2 separate regions of the Mus musculus genome follow, and region 2 is linked to region 1. The links are chromatin contacts, called in public HiChIP or PLAC-seq maps. All regions are on one chromosome and are shown on one strand. The core of a region is the stretch at or near the end of the contact, and the rest is flanking DNA. Distances in the headings are between cores, read along the strand shown.

What was found. HiChIP or PLAC-seq counts read pairs in DNA pulled down with a chosen protein or histone mark.
Region 2: a CTCF HiChIP or PLAC-seq map of embryonic stem cells shows a contact between it and region 1, with 12 times the contacts expected there. The contact joins the promoter of Plekhg4 here to the enhancer-like site in region 1. A contact is called at or near these places in 2 of 39 promoter capture datasets (cranial neural crest and liver), 1 of 15 datasets of contacts at CTCF or cohesin (embryonic stem cells), 1 of 115 datasets of contacts at active chromatin or transcription factors (embryonic stem cells) and 2 of 9 other capture datasets (embryonic stem cells and pancreatic islet).

What each region holds. Positions count from the first base shown.
Region 1 is chr8:104,600,281-104,603,500 of GRCm38.p6, reverse strand. It overlaps a transcript of Cdh16 not described here. Among named protein-coding and RNA genes, the nearest start is that of Pdp2, 10 kb to the right of the region's middle. Within about 2 kb of position 1,435, at least 60 of the 459 cell types and tissues checked have an H3K27ac peak or open chromatin away from gene starts, as enhancers often do. A contact at or near this core is called in embryonic stem cells and liver, where this site is marked.
Region 2 is chr8:105,371,830-105,375,049 of GRCm38.p6, reverse strand. It overlaps Plekhg4 (pleckstrin homology domain containing, family G (with RhoGef domain) member 4), which reads right to left and starts at 1,778. Exons shown (of 23, transcript NM_001364406.1): 1 at 1,188-1,778; 2 at 151-297. The coding sequence starts at 1,231.

The DNA of each region.
Region 1 (3,220 bases), core at 186-2,685:
AGGCCCGACTACGAAAGAGGATTCTGAGCTCTCAACCAAAGGCTCATGAAGGGGACAGAGGAGCAACAGGTCAGATTTGACCTGTATGGTAGTTGCATCTGACTGCAGGGGCAGCTTCCATTTGGGGCACAGAAGTGATTTGTACTATTCTTAAAGCTGGGACAAGAGGAGTGCAGAAATTGCAGAGAGGCCGGCAGTCTGTGGCACTGGCCATAAAGGGCAGAATAAAAAAGGAGTTTGTTAGATTTACTGCGGAGTTCACAGAGGAAAACAAGAACGCTGAAGACAACTCGCCGAAGTGGCAGCCACTTTACACGGCCTACCACCTCCTGCTCTGGCAAGCCTGGACGGCCTCGGCACAAGACAGAGCCTTTACCTTAGTCCCCACTTAACCTCAGCCCCAAAGGTGCCCAGAGTCCCGTGAGTCTTCCTGAAGGTATACCAGGCTGCACTCCAGGGAAACTCCGCTCTAATTGGAGTTTCAGGACTCAGAATCTCATCAGCTCAGGACAACCTTCCTCAATCCAGCTTCTGCAGGCACCAGCGCAGCTGAATGGCGACATCTAGAGGCAGTGTCTGTGTCTGCTATCGCCTCATAACCAAAGCTGATGGCTCCCTACCCCAGGACCCTTCCTATCCCAGTACCCGCATCAATTAGTGATCCAGCCACCAGGTGGGGCTCAAGACACCCCATTCTCCCATTCTTCCATGCTCCAGCCCTATTTGGGGGCAGCAAAATCCTAAGTAAACTTTGCATCCTCTTCTCTGGGTGAGGGTGGCGGCCCCACCACCTCGCCCACCCGCCACGTTGCTTTGTTTCAGAAAGCCCTCTTCTCACGGGACCAAAGTCTGCTCCTGTCTCACCATCTAGACCCATGCGAGATTATAATTCAACCCTTGCCTCTTCTGCTGTGGAGCTTCTTGTAGCTAATTGGCTACTTCCGTCCATCCGTATCTGAGTTCTGATACCAGATCCTCACGGACAAACTACTCTCTTCTTTTTTGCTTCCCCACCACAGCTGGCTGTTTTCCTCCTATTCTCCAACCTCCTCTTTTTGCGGATCCTTCTCTTTTCCTGGGTGTCTATTCAGCCATCTTTCCTAACTCATTTCACAACCAGTTTTCACATCCCTGGGGTGGAACAGGAGTGAGTGTATGGGAGGGGCAGGAGGTACTTATCGGGCATCTGAGCATGACCTTGAACTCTTAATCCTTGAGTCTCCACAACACCATGCCCAGATTATCCTGCACAATCCTTTTCTGTCCTGACAGGTCACTTGCCCAGATGTTCACATTTAGGAAGCCTGTCTCCACATCCCTAGGACTATCCCACTGTCACTGCCTCAGAAGCCTGGTCTCCAGAGTCGACTGGTGTAGTCCCCCCTCCCTCAGCCTGAAACCTGCTTGCTCAGGGGTGGAGCTTCCCGCTCAATCGTTCTGCCACGCCCACTGCTGGAATCTGCCGCTTTGCTGTTCGGAGCCGTGCACGAGGTCACCCAGCTATTGGATTCCAAGATTAATTGGCGGGAATCGGGCCCCTTCCCCTGCTTCATAACTGCGTGCGGAACAGTAAAATTGAGCTTTGATCAGAATGTCTGTCTTAGCTGCATTTCTTTCTCTCGCCGCCTAGCCCCTCTTCTCTTCCAGGTTTCCAAAATGCCTTTCCAGGCTAGAACCCAGGTTGTGATCTACTGGCCAGACACAACAGACTGGAGCAGATTCCAGGCTTTAATTTTTGTTCTCCTGTCCCTGGATGTCCCTTCCCTGCCCCGTGATGAGTTTCTTAGCCCTTAGCTAGCCTAAATGACCAGCTCCGGGACACCCAAGGCTTGTGCACTGTGGACAGAACCACAGCCCTAGGAAAACATCCTGTTTCTCTACCGCAGGGAGCTGGGGGTAGATGAGGGCTTTATAAAGTCTGGGAAAGGCAGGCAGAGTTGTGGGCAAAGATACAGCGGGCTCCAGGGGGCTCCTCCACAGACTGCTTTCCTGGATCCCAACCCGCTTATTCCCCTGGCAGTGAAAGTCAGGAGAGGAATCCTGACATCCTTGCTATGCTCCGATGCCCCGTCCAAGCCATTGCTCAGACTAAGTTATGTATGCAGAGAGCAGAAAAGGTCAGAGGCCAATGGGACCAAGACACTCCAATAAACAGTCAATAGAAATTCACCAGTCCCAGATGGAGCCAGTGACTTGGGAATCTGACCACGGACAATTCAGAGGGCCACCAAGGTTAGGGACTACTTAGGGGTATTTAGTAACATCAAGTAATAGAATAAAAATTCTAGATATGAAAGGCTAAATCTATTCAGTTAATTTTTCCAACTGGGTGGTGGTGGTCCTAATGGTTTGGAGGATCTAGGGTTCAGACCTGTCAGCGAATCTCTGTTTCAAAGAGAAAACTGCGGGGTGGAGAGATTGAGGGGCCAGGTGTGATGGCTTTTAATCCCAACTTCTGGGATTTAAAGGCAAGTGGATCTCTATGAGTTTGGGGCTAGCCTGGTTTGCATAGCAAGTTTCAGGCCAGCCAGGGCTACATAGTAAGGTCCTGTCTCAAAAACAACAGCCAAGGGTTTTGTTTGTTTGTTTGTTTGTTATCTTTGTGGGTTTTTTTTTTCCTTTCTGGTCATTTTTATAGTTTTTTTTTAAATTTTTCTCTGTCTTCTAGTGTGTGTGTGCATGCATGTGCATGCAGGTACATTCATGCAGGTGTGCTCATACAGCTGCACCCATGCATGTGCACCCATGCAGATAATGTTTATATGGGTGTGGATGCAGGCACCTGTGTGAAGGCCAGATGTCATTCCTCAGAAGTAACACACCTTGTTTTTTAAGACAAGTTGTCTCTTGGTTGACCTAGGGCTTGCCAATTCAACTCATTAGGCTAGGTGGCCATTGAGCCCCAAGGACTTTTTTTTTTTAATTTATTTATTATTATATGTAAGTACACTGTAGCTGTCTTCAGACACCCCAGAAGAGCGCATCAGATCTCATTATGGATGGCTGTGAGCCACCATGTGGTTGCTGGGATTTGAACTCAGAACCTTCGGAAGAGCAGTCAGTGCTCTTAACCACTGAGCCAAGGACTTGCCAGTCTGTCTCCAACACTGGGATTAGATGTGCTTGCTGGCATGTTTGCTTGTGCAGGATCTAACCCAGGTCTTCATGCCTGGGCAGACTGAGCTTTCTTCAGCCTCTGTCCTAGTTTTATGTTCTAAAA
Region 2 (3,220 bases), core at 529-3,028, 770 kb before region 1:
CTGCCAGGCCTTGGCCTAGGCGCCTGTCCCAGTGCTCCCGGCCCCACACGGGTCACCCGCACACTCACACCCCTGGGACGTGCAGTGGGGAACTCTGAAGCCGGGAGGCTACACCACCAGAGCCGTCGAACTAACGAAGAACAAACGCACCGCAGCCTCGAGGATGGGTACAGCGAGGCTGCCCAGATTCCAAGGGCGCCACCTTCTGGTGGCTCGAAGGGCCGCAAGGCCGCTGTGGACGCGGCGCTCTCTAGGGGCTGGAGGACCGAATCACAGGTTCTTCCGGAAGGCGCCGCTCTGCAAGGCCGAGGGTGCGGAGGAGAGCTGGGACCACGCCTACTGCCCCCTGCCTAGAGCATCCGCGCCCGCCGGCCGCTGGGTTCCTACTCTCAGTGCCTCGGAGACTTGGCGAGCCCTCCCTTGACTTCTCATTCTGCCGACCCCGGCAACATTCATTCCACTGTGCTCACTGTGCTCAGAGCTGGAACTGTCTGAAAGGGTGAGTGAGCCGTGGCTCTGCCGATGGAAAGAAGGCTCTTGCACGAAGCAAAGGACGCCCTTGTGGGAGGAGGGCAAGGCTCCTTTACCATTCCCGTGATGGGACATGGGAATACTTGCCCAGCTTCCATGTACAAGATGAGGACCACTCAAGCCCTCGTGGTCCTCAGAGCTGTCCCACCACCCACCACCACACACTCACACACACACACATGTGAGTCCATGATTAGGGGCCGTCTCCAGAGAGACTCCCTATGCCCTGGTAGCTGCGTGTGGATAATCTTCACGGATAGTGGGAGGGACCACCACTCCTCTGTAGCCTGAATCTCCCCTTCAGGTTCTCAGGCCCACCCACCACGGAACAGGTTGGATGGGCTGTGAGGTGTAACTCAGTAGCAGAGCCCTTGCCTGACTTGTGTGAGCCCCCAGGTTTAATTAATAAAACAAACAACAAAAAGACAGAGAAATAAATTAGAGATAAACGGTGACATCCCATGACTTGTTAAACCCGGAAGGTGAAGAGGGTAGGTAGCTATGTCTCTGGGTGGGAATTGACCCAGGCCTGCCAACATACATAAGGCTCAAACCCTCATTCCCTGAGTTCTTTTTCCCTATCCACAGAAAAGGGTGGCTAAGAAAGCTGGTGCCCTGGGGCCAGAGACCAGCTGAGATCTGGTTCCATCACTCACCTCTTGTGGGCTGTTCCAGGGACCCTTTTCTCTTTGCACCTCATCTTCCTCTCCTGTAAGACAAGAAAAGCATTCTTTTCTCCTGGGGTTGCCCGATGGACCAGGGAAATCCTGATGGATGGATCAGATATCTGTGTTCATGCCCTGCCTTCCCACTTCACCCTTCGTTAGGGAATCTTGAACTGATGAAAGACACTGGGATAGCTGGGAGACCCCTACTCGTTCTTAACTCTAAAGTCTGGGGTCCTTTTGGAGGAAGTGGGCCTGGCCTAACACTCTTGAATTTGTGGAAAGATCATAAGAAAAAGGTTATCTGTGCAACCAGACAAAGGCATGTAGCCCCCACACCATGGCCTTGGTCCCTGGGAGGAGAGGACACTGGACATAATGCCTTCCCTGGCTCTAAGTCAGGCGATTCCTTCATGAATCTAGTTATCAGCTGCAGCCATGGTAGAAACAACAGGCGTCCCCACCCATCTCTGACTCTAAGGCAGATTCTGAAGAGCAAGGGGCAAGGCTGGCCTTGGAGTTGTCCTTCTCCAGCCCCAGCTCCTAGGCATGTCTTCCATCTCTCCTTCCTCTAGCTTCAGTGAGCATCAGGTCCAGTCTTGGCTTCTGTCCTTGGTTCTTGTCCCAGGCCACCCCCACTGAGTCATTGCCCCTCCCTCCCTCTCTCCTTCCCTCCCTCCTGCTTCTGAGGCTCACCTCCACCCACTAGCCAGGCCCCCAGGAGCTGTAAGAAGATGGACTTCCCGGGAGGAACATAACCCTTCCCAGGGATGAAGCAAATAAGAGGCATCAGGTCTCAGGCCCTAACTGACCCAGGCCCTCTGAACACAGCAGGCGGTTGGGGGAGCGCAGGCACGCGTGCTGAGACAGAGGCAGAACTAGGCTGTGGTTTTCTCACTCCACACAGAATGTGCCCTGTAAGCAGGCAGACTGAATATTGTCCACTTTGATATTTCGAGCTCTGTATGTCAGGCCTGGCACAGAATAAATATTTAGGGGTATCTAAGACTAGTCACACCGCCCCTCCCGTCCTGAACTCTTCCCACGTGGGTGACGTGGAAACCAAGGTTAGAGAAAATGACTGACAGACAGACTCAGACAGAAGAGGCAGAGAGCTGTGAGGCACACGTATCTGGGATGGGAAAGGCATGGAACAGCAACAGGGACAGACACTGGCCCAGTGCGGGACAGTGGGGGGCTAGGCCTGGAGCCAACCTGGGGTGGCTGACCACAGCGGGCTTCCAGAGCTGAGCTTGCAAGTCTGAACAGTGACTCACGAAGGCCATCTCTGGTTCTGCTGGTTGCTGAATCTACTCAGAGAAGTCTTTTCCACTGAGATTGTAGAATGTGGACAGCCCCCCCCCCCACTCCGCCCTCCCCCCTCCCCAGCCCTCCCTACCTCTCTTTTCTTGACAACATCCATCCATAAGGAAAGAAAAGGGAAGAAAAGAAAAGAAAAGGCGACTCCTTAGCTTTGGAGATCTGGGGATACATTCCCTTAAGTCTGTGTATGACTTAAGTCCCTTAAGCCAGGACCACTGTAATCAGCAAAGCAACTGATTTCTCAAACCTCCCAGACCCCTCTCATCTTTGACCCAAATAAACCCAGGCTCCTGGGAGTGGCATTCAAGGCCACCAGGGGCATCACAGCCTTTTCTCTTAGGTCCCAGACTGCATGGGGAAACAGAGCTGACTAAAACCCTGTTGTCTCAGACCACCTTCTTTGACGTAGAACGGCCCTCATTGTGACCAAAGAGTGCATGCCTCTAATCTAGGGCTTGAGATGAAAGGGCTGGACGATACACAAGTTCAAGGCTAGCCAGGTCTAAAAAAAAGGGGAAAAAAAAAGTTCCAGACAAGACAGAGCTTCATAACAAGATCCTGTTGTTTTTTTAAGATGGAGGGAAGCTAGGGAGATAGCTTTGTGGATAGCATAAGGCCCTGTGTTTGATTCTCAGAACACTTTTTTTTTTTTAAGCTAAACATGCTGGCACACTTGTAATCCTAGCACTGGGGAGGCAGAG